Linked DNA regions of Mus musculus: region 2 is linked to region 1. A link is a contact called in public HiChIP or PLAC-seq data. All regions are on one chromosome and are shown on one strand. Each heading gives the region's core, a stretch centred on a gene start, on an enhancer-like site or on the middle of the called end of the contact. The rest is flanking DNA. Distances are from core to core; before and after follow the strand shown. Region 1 overlaps 4930452A19Rik (RIKEN cDNA 4930452A19 gene). Region 2 has its middle 95 kb from the start of Gm34799.

Region 1 (3,333 bases), core at 368-2,867:
AGTCAGCCTTCTACAAATAAAGCATACCCTGACCCAACCATGGAAGCACCCATGAGCTAAGCCTCTGGTTTCCAACAGTTGCATCAGCCATTATCGCACACGCACAAACGCATGCACACACTCAGAGAGAGAGAGAGAGAGAGAGAGAGAGAGAGAGAGCTGGCACTCAGTGGGCAAAGGATTCACTGGCCCTCATTGAGCAAGGGATCTGCATGGCAGCAACACCTTTTCCTAACTTTCCAAACCCAAGTTAACTTCCCTTTGTCAAAATTGTGAAGCATTAATGTGCCCAAATGAAAGGTCAGAGGTATAGACTTGTGTCCTGGCCTCATTTCCAGTAAGAATGGTCTACATGGAGTAAGGGAGGCTTACAGCTTTACCTAGGCCAGTCCCGAAGATGAAGGCACAGATGGGTGGGTATTGGCTGTGGACCATTCATTCAATGGTCCAGTAAAAACAGTGGAGCCAGGCTCTGAACCAAGAGGTCCCATGCTTACCCACCCCAAACTGCCCCTTCCCATACCCTCACCCTATTCCCTAACAAAGATCCTTTAAGTTATGTCTAACAGAAAACCCCTTATTCTTTAGTAAGAAAAAAAGCAACTAAATAGAAAAAAAAATTAAAATTACCCGCAGAGCAACCAGTTTCTGACCCTTTCCTCTGCTGCAGAGAGCTATAGCCTTCCTTTGCAATAAACTTAACTTGCTTACTTTTCTTTAAAAATATATACAAATTCGCAGCAGTGGCAGCAGCACTCTGAGGACCCAACCCCTGTGGCTCAACATGAGGGCAGTGATGCTGGCTGCTTAGTTTGGCTCACCTGGGCTGCTATGGTGTCTGTGGATATTTGAGAACTGTGTGGCTGAAACACACAAGAGAGAAATGTTAGTGATGTCCATGAACTTTTCTAACACAGCTGTTAGAAATCAGCAACCTGGATGGCTTAGGACTGGTGCCAGACATAGCATCAGAGATAGTTGGTCCCTCACCTTCTACTCTTGGACTTCTCATTAAAGTAGACTGCCACCATAGCTCACGCTGCTACTGATCACTGGGGAAACTAAGGCAGGCAATCATTTAAAGCTGAGCCCCATCTGCATTCCCGGATGAGGTCCAGGCCAGAGTCGGCTCATGTTGTCTTCAAAATAAAACAAACAAAAAGACAAGATGTCCCAACCCAACCTCAAAGGTAAGTGGCCCCTAAGGTCCCTGGCAGAAATTTTGACTAGCATTCAGAGATGGGAGCATAAAAACACCAGAGTTCCCAGGACCCCACATTCTGGGTTTAGAATCAGGGTGGATCCAGTTGCCCTCACATGTGGTATAGAAACAGGCTCATCAGAAATCTCCTTAGGCAGATGATGAACTTATAAACCAAGGAGGGGTATGTGGGAGGGTTTGGCAAGAAAAGTGAGAAATGATGTAATTATATTATAATCTCAAAAAACAAAAAAAAACAAAAAACAAAAAAAACCCTGTAATAAAAAACGTTCTGGTTGGGGACCCCTGGGCCACTAGGGGGAGCCAGGGGAATGATATCGGAGGGCTCTTGGGGTTGGGGGGGGGGGTTACCAGATCTGAGGAAGAACTTGGGAACCACTACCACAGTGATTTTGTTACACTGAAAGGCACACAGCCCTCTCTGAGGCTCTCTGGAATCAATCCGATGTGTGTGGTACGGAGAGAGGTGCTCACTGAGGATGCTGGCCCTTCCTGAGACCCGCAGCCTCAGGTCTGGGCAGCCAGAGTCACACATGGCTGAGCATCAAGGACACAGAGGCAACCAGGGCGGGCTATTCTCAGAGTGTTGGAATGGAGGTGACAGGTCACATCAGGGTGGCGTTCAGAGCAGTGAAGGACTTGGGGCTTGAAACCTTAGCCATAACTAGGCTGTCTCTGAAAATTTTGGACTCATCTGAGAGGGGGGTGCAGCAGCTACACAGAATGGGGGAGGGACTCTTGGTTACAGTCATTCCCATAGGACATTTCATGTCTCCAGGGCAGCAAACATCACAGCCTGGAGTTACCACCAGCCACAATACTGAAGAGAAAGACCACAGACTTTAGCCCATCTAGCAGCTGCCCTCACCCTTTTTATTTTTTTTCTCAAAGGAAAAGTGCTGACACCATTTTCCAAGCCTTAATTATACATAAAAGCTCTCTCTTTAGTCAAAGAAAAGCTGAATGTAAACTCAAAACCATATTGACGTTATTGACCCACCGTGGCCCCACATGAGCCTTACATCTGCCTGCCAATATGACAGAAACTGGTAGGCGAAGGACACAAATGTCCCGTGTCCTTGACAGACAGACAGCCTTCGTTTCCACATCAGCAGATTCTGTCTTTGTGGATTTGTGAGGAGGAAGAGAATAGGGCTCCTGATAGAAGCTTGGCGTACAACTCCCCAGCATCCTTCAAGTGATAAGCAAAAGCTTCCATGGCTCACCACTCTCTGCCTAGACAAATTCTAAATATGGATCTGCACATATGTACAGATTAGACTGAGCACACAGGAGCAAAGCAAGCTGGCCATCCGTCCCTCCTGTCCCCTCCCTCTGTAGGAATCTGGCTGGGGATGTAGGTTTGAGTTCACAGTACTGACGATCTCAGAGTCCAGCTGAGCATAGCACAGGAAATCAACATGCCTGCATCTGAACTAACTGCATTCTGCTTCATTGCCCTGCTTGCCAACAAATGTTTATGCTCTTATTGCCTAAGGTCCTATGATTCAAAAGGGGGCCCATATATTCTACCATAGCATCTCCAGTGCATTAGTACTTAATGGCCATGGGCCGTGGAGCGACACTGTTTAACCAAGGTTACTCTTTTTTTTTTTTTTTAACCTCAGTGCTATTTTGGTCTTGAGTGTGCTTCTGGCCTTTGTGGTTTTATGGAAATTCAGTGTCCTTCAAAGGAGAGGAAAGAGTGATGTACACCCAGAAGAAATCTGGTTTCTCAGCTCAGGCCTTGGAGAAGCTGGGAAGACAATATTCTGAGCTGCTCAGCAGCTGTTTCTGGCTTCTGTATGGTCTATCTGTCCTCCAGTCACTAGTGGAATTGCCATCTTAGTCCCATTTAGGGATCTGCTGTTCTCTGTGGCTTCAATCTCAAAATATTCTGTGACCGAGTATCCCCAACACTGCCCAAGAAACCCACACGATAACTCATAATGAAGAAGGTTATTCAGTTCCATTCACTGTTAGAGAGGGTTTAACAAAAATGCCCAAATGAAGGCTCTTAATTGGAGCTGAAAATAATAAACAGATGGATGGATAGATAGATAGATAGATAGATAGATAGATAGATAGATAGATAGATAGATAGATAGATA
Region 2 (3,333 bases), core at 292-2,791, 240 kb after region 1:
GAATGAAGCCTGCAAGAGATTAAGGTTACTAATGGTAAACAAGGTGATAGAGCTGGGCTTTGGATACAACCCATCTGGCTCTGAGTCCCCATGCATCCTGGCAGATGTGTACCATACCAGCTTCTCTGTACATATGGCTATCAGCACAAGTTAGCCATTGTTGTTAAATGTCTAAGCTTGAAGACAAGAGAAAAGTGGCCTCACAGACTGCTGGGACTATCCATCCCCAAGTTCCCGTGTCAGGTTAACTGCTGGGACTATCCATCCCCAAGTTCCCGTGTCAGGTTAACTGCTGGGACTATCCATCCCTCAGTTCCTGTGTCAGGTTATCGTCATGTAAGGGAACCTCTATACCTCTTCATCAAAAAGAACCTGCAACTTAGTACATTGTCAAGCTGTGGCAGGCTCCAGGGAAGAAAGGGAGAACGAGTAGTCTGGAACACTCACTGTTGTGGTCCTCCTGCCTCAGAGAGCCGATTGGGCAGGGCAGGGATATCTGGATGACTTCACATGCTGGTCTGCTTTAACTGGGAAGTGGTCATTTTGACCTCTACACCCCAGCCCCCACTCTACAGCAGTTGTTCAGAGCATTGGATGGACTGAGATAGACCCTCCCTTCAGAACCCTTAGAACAATTCAATCCCTGACTTCCGCTCAATCACCATTCCTTATCAGACAAGGAAGGTAACAGATATTAATTCTCTCTCCTTCAAATTTTAATCAAACAGATTAAACAGAAGGACAATCTGGAAACCATGAGCTGTTTCCCTCTTTTTTTTTTTTTTTAAAGAGTTATAAGATTGCTCACTTCATGGAACAGACGTTTGCCGACCTCCATCCCGTGCCTTGAAATGATAATGAGTTCTAAAATCTTCCATAGAGATCTTTTGTTTTTACTGGGAAACTTGGTTTATGTATGGAGGCCACTCATTGTCGGAGTCTTTAATTATGTATTATGGAACAAAGGTGCACGTCCTCCCCATGTCAGACCAGGAGTGATGTTTCCAGAAGGGCCCTCATAACTACCATGAGCACAGAAAGTCATCCCTAGCAAACAGGACTTCGGGGGTTTGGGGGGGAAGTCTGGCCATGCTCCATTTGGACAGCCTCAGAAAGATGAGCACATGTGTTAGATTTCTGTCACTGATGGCACATCTAGAGAGGCCCTATGTGACTCCCTACCCCTAGCATCATCCCCTAGCCCCTCTCCCCATGTCTAATGTCGTTTAAGTCAAAACAAATTATTACTCTTGCAGAATATAAAAGCTTTCGAACGCATCTGTCCTTAGTGTCTCTATGCTGTTAAAAAAATCATGCAATTACTCACTTGGCATATCCCCCAGAACTAAATTCAGGAAGCATTTCAGAGCTTCCCATTCCGATACAAGCCTTCAAGGCAGAGGTGAACAAGCTCCCCATCCCCCACTCTACAGTTACCCTAAGCTAAGCTGCCAAGAGAGTGACCCCTCCAGCTCCCTCACGCCTTGGCTGTCTGGTTTTGCTTCCTCCACTGGCTTCCAGGAAGTTGCCACCAGGCTACTGGAGACTGAAGGATGCTTGAAGGTCAGAGCTGGAGTGTGTGGCCACATCTTCCAGAGGAAAGAGCAATGCAGAGATCCAAGAAGAGATGTCCTGGATAATGGATTAAGGATGAGTCAAGTCGGAGGCGCTTCCAGGAACAGATTCCAGCTTCCCGGCTCCTATTACCAGGATCCATCTCCACAGAAGAATCGTGTGAGGGCACAATGACCTCACGCATGTTCTGAGCCCAAAAATATTTGTCCTGAATGCTCTGCCAGCTCTTCTCAATCCATAATAAGCTGAACTTTAAATGAGCTCCTTTTAAAATGTGACAACAGGAAATGGCTCCTACAGCCCTACTTATAAATCTATGTTGACTTACAATTTCTCTCAGTGCTGCCTAGCTCATACCCAGAGCATAGGGGTCTTTGTTTCTGGACAAATTAATGAATCCTACAGAGTCTGTCCAGAAACTTCTGAATGTGTTAGGAAATTAGTAAACACTACTGAGGATTTGCCAGCTATGGCCTTTGACAAAGAGGTCATAGATATGCCCTGAGGCCTGGAAAAAGACAAACTCAGGGCTCACGTGGAAAAGAAAGTATCGAGCTAGATGATAGCTTAGTGGATAAAAAAGACTGGTGTAAGAGCCTGGGGACCTGAGTTCAAATCCCCTGCACCCATATAAAACAAAAAAACCCCAGAGCAGGGAATAGGCGTAGGTGTGGGATTTAGCAGTGCTGAGGCTAAGAATGAGGCAAAGACGGGTGGATCCCCTGGGGCTTTCTAGCCAGACAGTCAACAGAACATGTGAGCTCGAGGTCCAGTAATGGACCCTGTCTCAAGACAAAGTGAGATGCAATAGTGGGAGACAAAATTAATCTTGGCCTCTGTACACACATGCTCAGGAAACCTCACATGCATATACATGCATACATCTATCTCACACATTTACACAATTACACACACTCTCAGACATGTACACATATACACCACACTCACACACATATACCACTCACACTCACACTCATACTCACACACACCATACATATACTAACACAAAAGCACAGGAATACACACACATACACATGTACCAACACAAACACAACACACACACACATACACTACACACATATGCCTATACTGTACACTCAATACACATCATTAATCACACACATGTACATCATGCTCACACACAGATACCACACAAACATGCACTACACACTGACACACACATATACCACACATACAATACAGACACACAAACACACACATTCTTCCTATGCTTGGAGAAAGACCTTCATGAGCTTGTGGGAATGCTGTATATAGCAATACTCCTTTTAGCAGAGAGAAGGCAGCAACCCACCTTCTCTCTGTGTCTGTGACACCCATGCTCATGAAGGACATAAATATAATAAATCAGCCCTAAAACCATGGTGAGATGTCACATGAACATGGCTCAGCAGAGAAAGAGAAATTTCACAGTTCAGACTAACAAGGGAACAGTACATGTTCAGGCCTCTCTTCGAAAGACAAAATAAAGAAAAGTAATATAATGTTGTCACATTCTCAGATGCCCTTGAAATCAACATGTCTATGAAAATAAGTGGATGTTTCCAAAGTGCTGGAGAATGTGTTTGAAATATTTACTCAACAGTAAATGTTTTCCTGAAGCTAGTTTCCCACTGAATTCCTAGCCAACCCAACTATCCAAGTAGTGCCACAGCAAATATCACACTAGCCTGCATGCGTTATTACAATTTCTTAACTGCACAGCAATCAATTTCCCTAACATGAAGAGAAGTCTGGCAG

The links. HiChIP or PLAC-seq counts read pairs in DNA pulled down with a chosen protein or histone mark.
Region 2: an H3K27ac HiChIP or PLAC-seq map of cardiomyocytes shows a contact between it and region 1, with 2.1 times the contacts expected there. The contact joins two enhancer-like sites. A contact is called at or near these places in 4 of 484 Hi-C or Micro-C datasets (the N1E-115 cell line, bone marrow-derived macrophages, muscle stem cells and 1 more) and 3 of 115 datasets of contacts at active chromatin or transcription factors (bone marrow-derived macrophages, cardiomyocytes and differentiating embryonic stem cells).

The regions. Positions count from the first base shown.
Region 1 is chr17:9,757,989-9,761,321 of GRCm38.p6, forward strand. The region is part of intron 3 of 4930452A19Rik (RIKEN cDNA 4930452A19 gene); the gene reads right to left. Among named protein-coding and RNA genes, the nearest start is that of 4930452A19Rik, 16 kb to the right of the region's middle. Within about 2 kb of position 1,618, at least 47 of the 459 cell types and tissues checked have an H3K27ac peak or open chromatin away from gene starts, as enhancers often do. A contact at or near this core is called in cardiomyocytes and muscle stem cells, where this site is marked.
Region 2 is chr17:9,999,695-10,003,027 of GRCm38.p6, forward strand. No RefSeq gene overlaps it. Among named protein-coding and RNA genes, the nearest start is that of Gm34799, 95 kb to the left of the region's middle. Within about 2 kb of position 1,542, at least 39 of the 459 cell types and tissues checked have an H3K27ac peak or open chromatin away from gene starts, as enhancers often do. A contact at or near this core is called in cardiomyocytes and muscle stem cells, where this site is marked.